Linked DNA regions of Columba livia: region 2 is linked to region 1. Evidence: chromatin contacts called from public Hi-C data. All regions are on one chromosome and are shown on one strand. Each heading gives the region's core, a stretch centred on a gene start, on an enhancer-like site or on the middle of the called end of the contact. The rest is flanking DNA. Distances are from core to core; before and after follow the strand shown. Region 1 overlaps ATRN (attractin). Region 2 overlaps DNAAF9 (dynein axonemal assembly factor 9).

What was found. Hi-C and Micro-C count contacts between places; a contact is called where the count stands out from the background.
Region 2: a Hi-C map of crop shows a contact between it and region 1, with 3 times the contacts expected there. The contact joins two enhancer-like sites. A contact is called at or near these places in 2 of 2 Hi-C or Micro-C datasets (crop and liver).

What each region holds. Positions count from the first base shown.
Region 1 is chr4:2,579,633-2,582,846 of bColLiv1.pat.W.v2, forward strand. It overlaps ATRN (attractin), which reads right to left. Exons shown (of 29, transcript XM_065060197.1): 7 at 3,071-3,161. Among named protein-coding and RNA genes, the nearest start is that of ATRN, 62 kb to the right of the region's middle. Within about 2 kb of position 1,824, at least 1 of the 3 cell types and tissues checked has an H3K27ac peak away from gene starts, as active enhancers do.
Region 2 is chr4:2,730,664-2,733,727 of bColLiv1.pat.W.v2, forward strand. It overlaps DNAAF9 (dynein axonemal assembly factor 9), which reads left to right. Exons shown (of 37, transcript XM_021292872.2): 5 at 1,565-1,661; 6 at 2,716-2,822. Among named protein-coding and RNA genes, the nearest start is that of DNAAF9, 23 kb to the left of the region's middle. Within about 2 kb of position 1,703, at least 1 of the 3 cell types and tissues checked has an H3K27ac peak away from gene starts, as active enhancers do.

The DNA.
Region 1 (3,214 bases), core at 574-3,073:
ACCTTGAATCCTGGGGGCAGTTCTGGGCCCCTCATGCCAAGAAAGGCCTTGAGGTGCTGGAGTGAGTGGAGAGAAGGGAACGGAGCTGGTGAGGGGCTGGAGCACAAGTGTGATGGGAGCGGCTGAGGGACCTGGGGGGTTCACCTGGAGAACAGGAGCTGAGGGGAGACCTTCTGATCTCTGAACTGCCTGAAAGGAGCTTGGAGCCAGGGGGGTCGGGCTCTGCTCCCCAGGAACAAGCGCCAGGAGCAGAGGAAACGGCCTCAAGTTGTACCAGGGGAGGTTGAGGTTGGATCTGGGAACAATTTCTTCCCCAAAGGGCTGTGGGGCATTGGAACAGGCTGCCCAGGGCAGTGCTGGAGTCACCATCCCTGGAGGGCTGGACAGACGGACATGAGGTTCTCAGGACATGAGGTAGAGGTAGACTTGAATGTGGTGGGTTGACAGTTGGACTCGAGGATCTTAAAGTTCTTTTCCAATCAAAATGATTCTATGATTCTAAATAATGAAGTTATTACATTCTGTCTTCTCTCAGTCTAAGTTTTTCTCCTCTCTCAAGGAGAAACTCATCTCTTAGACCACTCCCATTTGGTACAAAAGCAATCGCGACTGCCAAGGTTTGTACCCAAGCTGGTAACGTCAAAATACCTTCAACACACAATTCACCCTAAATCAGGGTATGGAGAAAAGGGGTACATGGGGCAGGACTGACCTTCAGATGACAGACATCAAAATTTAGGGGCTGGCATGCTTGCTGAGTGTCTAAGCATTCAATATAAGATATAGTGGAGCATGGAGAAGAACTCAGCTGATGAAAGGCAGGGAAGGTGGGTCTGCTTTTGGGTGAGTTGACTTGCTCTCCAGATTTCACTGCCTGTACTGACTAGGTCTGTTTCCACTAGAAATGGAGCTCAGAGGCTCCCAGACGAACCCAAAATGAGGTACCTGAAGTCTGGTGATTTAATATTTCTTATGAGGAGAGACTGAGAGAGCTGGGGCTGTTCTGCCTGGAGAAAAGAAGCTGAGAGGGGATCTCATCAATGCTGATCAATATCTCCAGGGTGGGTGTCAAGAGGATGGACCACACTCTGTACAGTGGTGCCCAGCAACAGGATGAGGGGCAACGGGCACAGACTGAAACACAGGAGGGTCCATCTGAATATGGGGAGAAACTTGTTTCCTGTGAGGTGCCAGAGCCTGGCCCAGGCTGCCCAGAGAGGTTGTGGAGTCTCCTTCTCTGAGACATTCAAACCCGCCTGGACACGACCCTGTGTGATCTGCTCTGGTGACCCTGCGTGAGCAGGTGGGTTGGACTGGATGATCTCCAGAGGTCCCTTCAACCCCAACCAGTCTGGGATTCTGTGTATTATGCAAGCAGAATCCCTCCCATAGTGTGCAAATATAAACAGCAGAAGATAGCCGGGAATAAAGGCAGTTTTGATGAAAACACCTCTGTGTCTATACACTAAAAGCTTTGTCTTCCAGATTAATGCACTGACAGAAAACAAGGACCCTTTGGAAAGAAGGGAGCCAGAATAGTTAGACAGGGTTTTATTAATCATCCTGTAAGAACTAAGTTCCAAAACTCTATCCAGTTTCCTTTGTGGAGGTGTTTAAAAGACACATAGAAGAGGTTCTTAGGAACATGGTTTAGTGACAGTGTTAGGTTAGCGGTTGCACTCGATGATCTTGAGGGTCTTTTCCAACCAAAACGATTCTGAATCAGCCACGAATCCAGTGAAGTGTGCAGTGGGGCTCCGTTTCCCTACTGACAAGGCAGCAACCTTGGAAAGGGAAATTCTCTACTACAGCTGGTGCTTCTTGGGAAATTCCTGAGAACCACTGACCGTAAACTCACTTATTTATTTGCAGAATACGCATCGAGCCCTCGCAGGTAGGAATTTCCATCCTTCCGAGGTTCTTCAAGTGTTCTGTTTGTGAACGGCACTGTGTGAGTCTTTCAAGTGTTCATAATTACGCTTGATATAAGCTTGCGCTGTGACGAGCTAATTAAAATTCCAAACCCAAAAGGTCAGTGAAGGATTAGCTCATTTCCTTCTCAGCGACTTGGCCGTTCTGCTCTGACGTGGCCTGCGCCCACAGCAAGGCATGCGGGTGAGAAACGGGGTGAGAAACAGTTAAATCCACTTGTTGTTTCAGACGCTGGAAGAACAGATTGATGAATCTACTGCAGAAGAAGAGCAGGCTCCAAAAGTCCCTAAACTCACCAGCTCTGCTTCGGTGCTTTGGACAACGGAGCTCATAAAAATATTTATGTGGTCTACAAAGGGCAATTGAGGAATCAGATGAATTCCAGCAAACTGTAGCCGTCGGGTATGTCTTGCAAGCACGGACGTGAAGAAGGAAATAATGGACTCACCGACCTCAGCCTTAAAATCTCTGAGAAAAGGGCAAAGAAGGAACACACAAGCCAAGGCGCTGCAGATTTCTGAGGATACCAGAATCCCAGAGTGTCAGGGGTTGGAAGGGACCTGGAAAGCTCATCCAGTGCAATCTCCCCATGGAGCAGGAACACCCAGATGAGGTTACACAGGAAGGTGTCCAGGCGGGTTGGAATGTCTGCGGAGAAGGAGACTCCACAACCTCCCTGGGCAGCCTGGGCCAGGCTCTGCCACCCTCACTGAGATGAAGTTTCTTCTCAAATTTAAGTGGAACCTCCTGTGTTCCAGTTTGAACCCATTACCCCTTGTCCTGTCACTGGTTGTCACCGAGAAGAGCCTGGCTCCATCCTCCTGACACTCACCCTTTATATATCTGTAAACATGAATGAGTCCCCCCTCAGTCTCCTCTTGTCCAGCTCCAGAGCCCCAGCTCCCTCAGCCTTTCCTCACACGGGAGATGCTCCACTCCCTTCAGCATCTCTGTTGCCCTACGCTGGACTACCAGTCCAAGGATTCCCTGGAGTACCAGTACACAGACTGGGCTGACCATGGAGAAGCCTTTGAATGAAAAACACTCCTAATGCAAAACCCATCTGTGGAAAGTGGTGGGTGTAGGGGCAAGAAAGAGGAAAATCAGCTGGGAAATGAGTCTGCAGCACAGAACTCACCTTATGCAATGCCAGCGAGTGACCGTATCTCATCTCTACTGAGTTGACAGTGTTCTGCAGTGGAAGCCACTCTTCAGAAATAAGATCATACCTGCATCAGAAAAATTGAATTAATTGTCAGAGAAGTCGATAATAAAGTTGAGA
Region 2 (3,064 bases), core at 453-2,952, 150 kb after region 1:
TTTCCAAGATAACCTCGGAAAGAGAAGTAAAAATAACATTGCCGTGTCGGGCTTTAAGCGCATCCTGTTTACAGGAGGGTTGCCTGGAGTGACTTTTAAGCATATATATATATTTTTTGCAGTGATAGAAATAACTTTTCGTTGCTTTTAGGAAGAGGAAATAAAAAAAAGCTCCAGCGCTTTATGAATAATAAAAGCCACGTCATGCCTGGTTCTGCACAGCTCTAGATAAATCTGGCCAAACCCAAAGCCTCTCCTCCCTTCCTACTTACCTTTAGCTAGACCATACGAATTGAAGTGAATACCCTCGTTATCAAAAGAAAAAAACCATATTATTCAAGAATGCCTATTTCCAAAATGGCCAAATGTGATAAAATATCAAAATTTGGTGCATACTTGATAAGCTTTCTGGGTGTCAAGACTGTACCATTTATGGAACGGTCTCGGATACCTGCAATAGCACATAGTGAGCAAGCCTTTAGCACCCTGCCAAAACCCACGTTCTTATTCTAATGGCATTTTAAGTCTTGAGAAGCCAGCGGTTGTTTGAGGCTTGGCTTTGAACCCAGGCTTTGATCTGGCTTCCTGGGATGGAAGAACATGGAAGGACTTGGGCTATGTCTTAAATTCAGGCTTGTCTTCAAAGAACTTGTTCTTAAAATAAGGAACTGGAGCTTACAAGAGCGATATACAAAAGGTTCATGATTATGTAATTTACCTTGATACTAAGTTCAGAGCGGTGTATATTAAAAAAAAATAGAATCAAATAAACCACTACCGCCTACTGATCTTTCTCCAGAAAGCGACTCTTGAATTACCCAGCCTGTTGGTTTTAGGCTTGGTACTAAACTGTACCTGTTCAGGTAAGAATCAGAGGGCATTTTTAGGTTTTTGTTCTGCTTTAAAGTGGTTTTTGTGTCATTTGTCTCACCAGTCCAGTTTTATGCTTTTCCGAGCTGGAATGATGATATTTGTTCTTCAGGCGACTTCAACCCATTACGAGCGTGCAACAGCAAAACAGTGTTTGCACCGTGGTGTCTCCTCCTTTTCCTACATACATCTCTTGTTCTCATTCTGTGACCCAGGGCGTATCTTGTCAGTTGGATTTTCTGGTTTAGTGTTGTTAAACTGGTATTTTTATGTTATTTTTCCCTCAGTGACAAGTTTTATTTTGTGGCGCATTCGTTGACTCTTTCTCAAAGCGTCTTCTATTCCTTTAAAATTGTCCAGAATCTAGTAGATGATGTTGAAAGACATCAGTGAAAGCTGAAAATGAAGTGTATAGTTATGTCTTCATAGAACCTTATTAAAAACCTTGCTCCGAAGTTTGATTTTTTAAGGACAATTTCCATTGGATTGAAAATATCTCTGCCATGATATAGTTTAGAAAATATGCAGACTAAAGAGATGCTTTAGCTTCTGGAAGCCATAGGTAATATTGTAGTGGATTACATGACATTTGCTGTAGAATTAAACCTGTACAATACATATTCTCTTTTGTGCAAAACTAACGATGGAATTAGGCCTGCCCTAACCAGATTCTATTTTAAATGGCTTCTTTCAGTATGAAGATGAAGAAGCTGCAGAGGAATTCAAGATTTCCAGCTTTGTAGACATGGTTCGAGATTGCAGCCGCATTGGTATTCCGTACAGCTGCCAAGGTGGGTTTGCTCATCTTATGCAAATAGTTTTGCAGCATGCAAGTCAATGCACTTCAGGGAATGAAGGTTTCTCTGGTAAGGAATAAGGATTAATATGTCAGTAGTTTCCTTTCAGCTTCTTTTTCCTTAAGAGTTTGGTTTCTTACTGAAAAATGGAAGCCCTTAGACTCGATCTGAAGAGTGAATGCTCGAGTGTGAGAAATAATTTGCATTCAGAGGAGCGTGTCCTGCCGTGCCAGACGTTCTCTATTCACATGGGAGCTCCAGATAAATACTCCCTTCTGTAAGGAAAGAACAAACATTTCATTATGCAAGTTTCCTTTTTTAGCGCTGCAGAAACGGGGCTGCGTGGTTTCCTGTTATGATCTGCAGCCAACCCAGCAGCCTGGACAGTGTCATCTCACATTGTTCACCAGAGTGTATTTTGCAGTATCCAAAATAGCGATTAAAGTCAAGGCAATGCCGTGCACAAGCACATGGGGTTTTGGATCCATAGTACAGTAGATAAAAGGCAAAAAAAACCCCTCGAAAGTTGCTTTCTAATTTTGAACCATGTAAGTTCAAACCAAGCTATTTTGTTTTAAATTCCTATTTCTTCATTGCTTCCCTCGAGGAAAGGATGATGTGCTCTAAATGCCCGGAAAATCATTAATGGGGGAAGGATGGCGGGTCTTTGTTAGGAATTATCTAAGGAAGGTGTGTAGCTTAAGGATAATAATCACGCTTGAGATGGCTCACAGCTTCACCCATGAGGGCCAGACTGAACAGTCCTCCCCCCGGATTAAAAATCTGATTAACGTGGGGATAATGGTGACAGGATTTTACTTCAGGGCAAATATTTGAAGAAACTGGAGTAAGCAAAGCTCCCTGTTTATTATCTTGGATTTTAACGGGCACAGTTTTGCTAATAGCCTTGGAATTACATTTGGAAGGAGACATAATACCCTTTATTAAAGCAATAGCTGGACAAAAAGGAACAAAATTTGGGGTGTAGAGAAAAGAATTTCTAAAGCTATTGGTGTGAGAATGTTTCCGTGAAACGTTTCTTTTGCAGGTCATCTACAGATATTTGACATGTTCATTGTTGAAAAGTGGCCAATAGTGCAGGCTTTTGCTCTGGAAGGAATTGGAGGCGATGGCTTCTTTACGATGAAATATGAAGTGAGTAGTTACATTTCTCATTTCCTTCTGTTTCCGTTCTGAAGCAGAAATTGAATCATGGAATTATTTTGGTTGGAAAGTACCTTTTGAGATCATGCAGTGCTGATTCACTGCTCAAAAGAGCTGCTAAGTTGGATCAAGTTTTTCAGGATCTTATGAAACCGAATGTGTGAGGACGGAGACACCACAGTCTTGCCAAGAGACTCTTTGGAGCACACAGCACTCTGGTCTCGATAAACCAT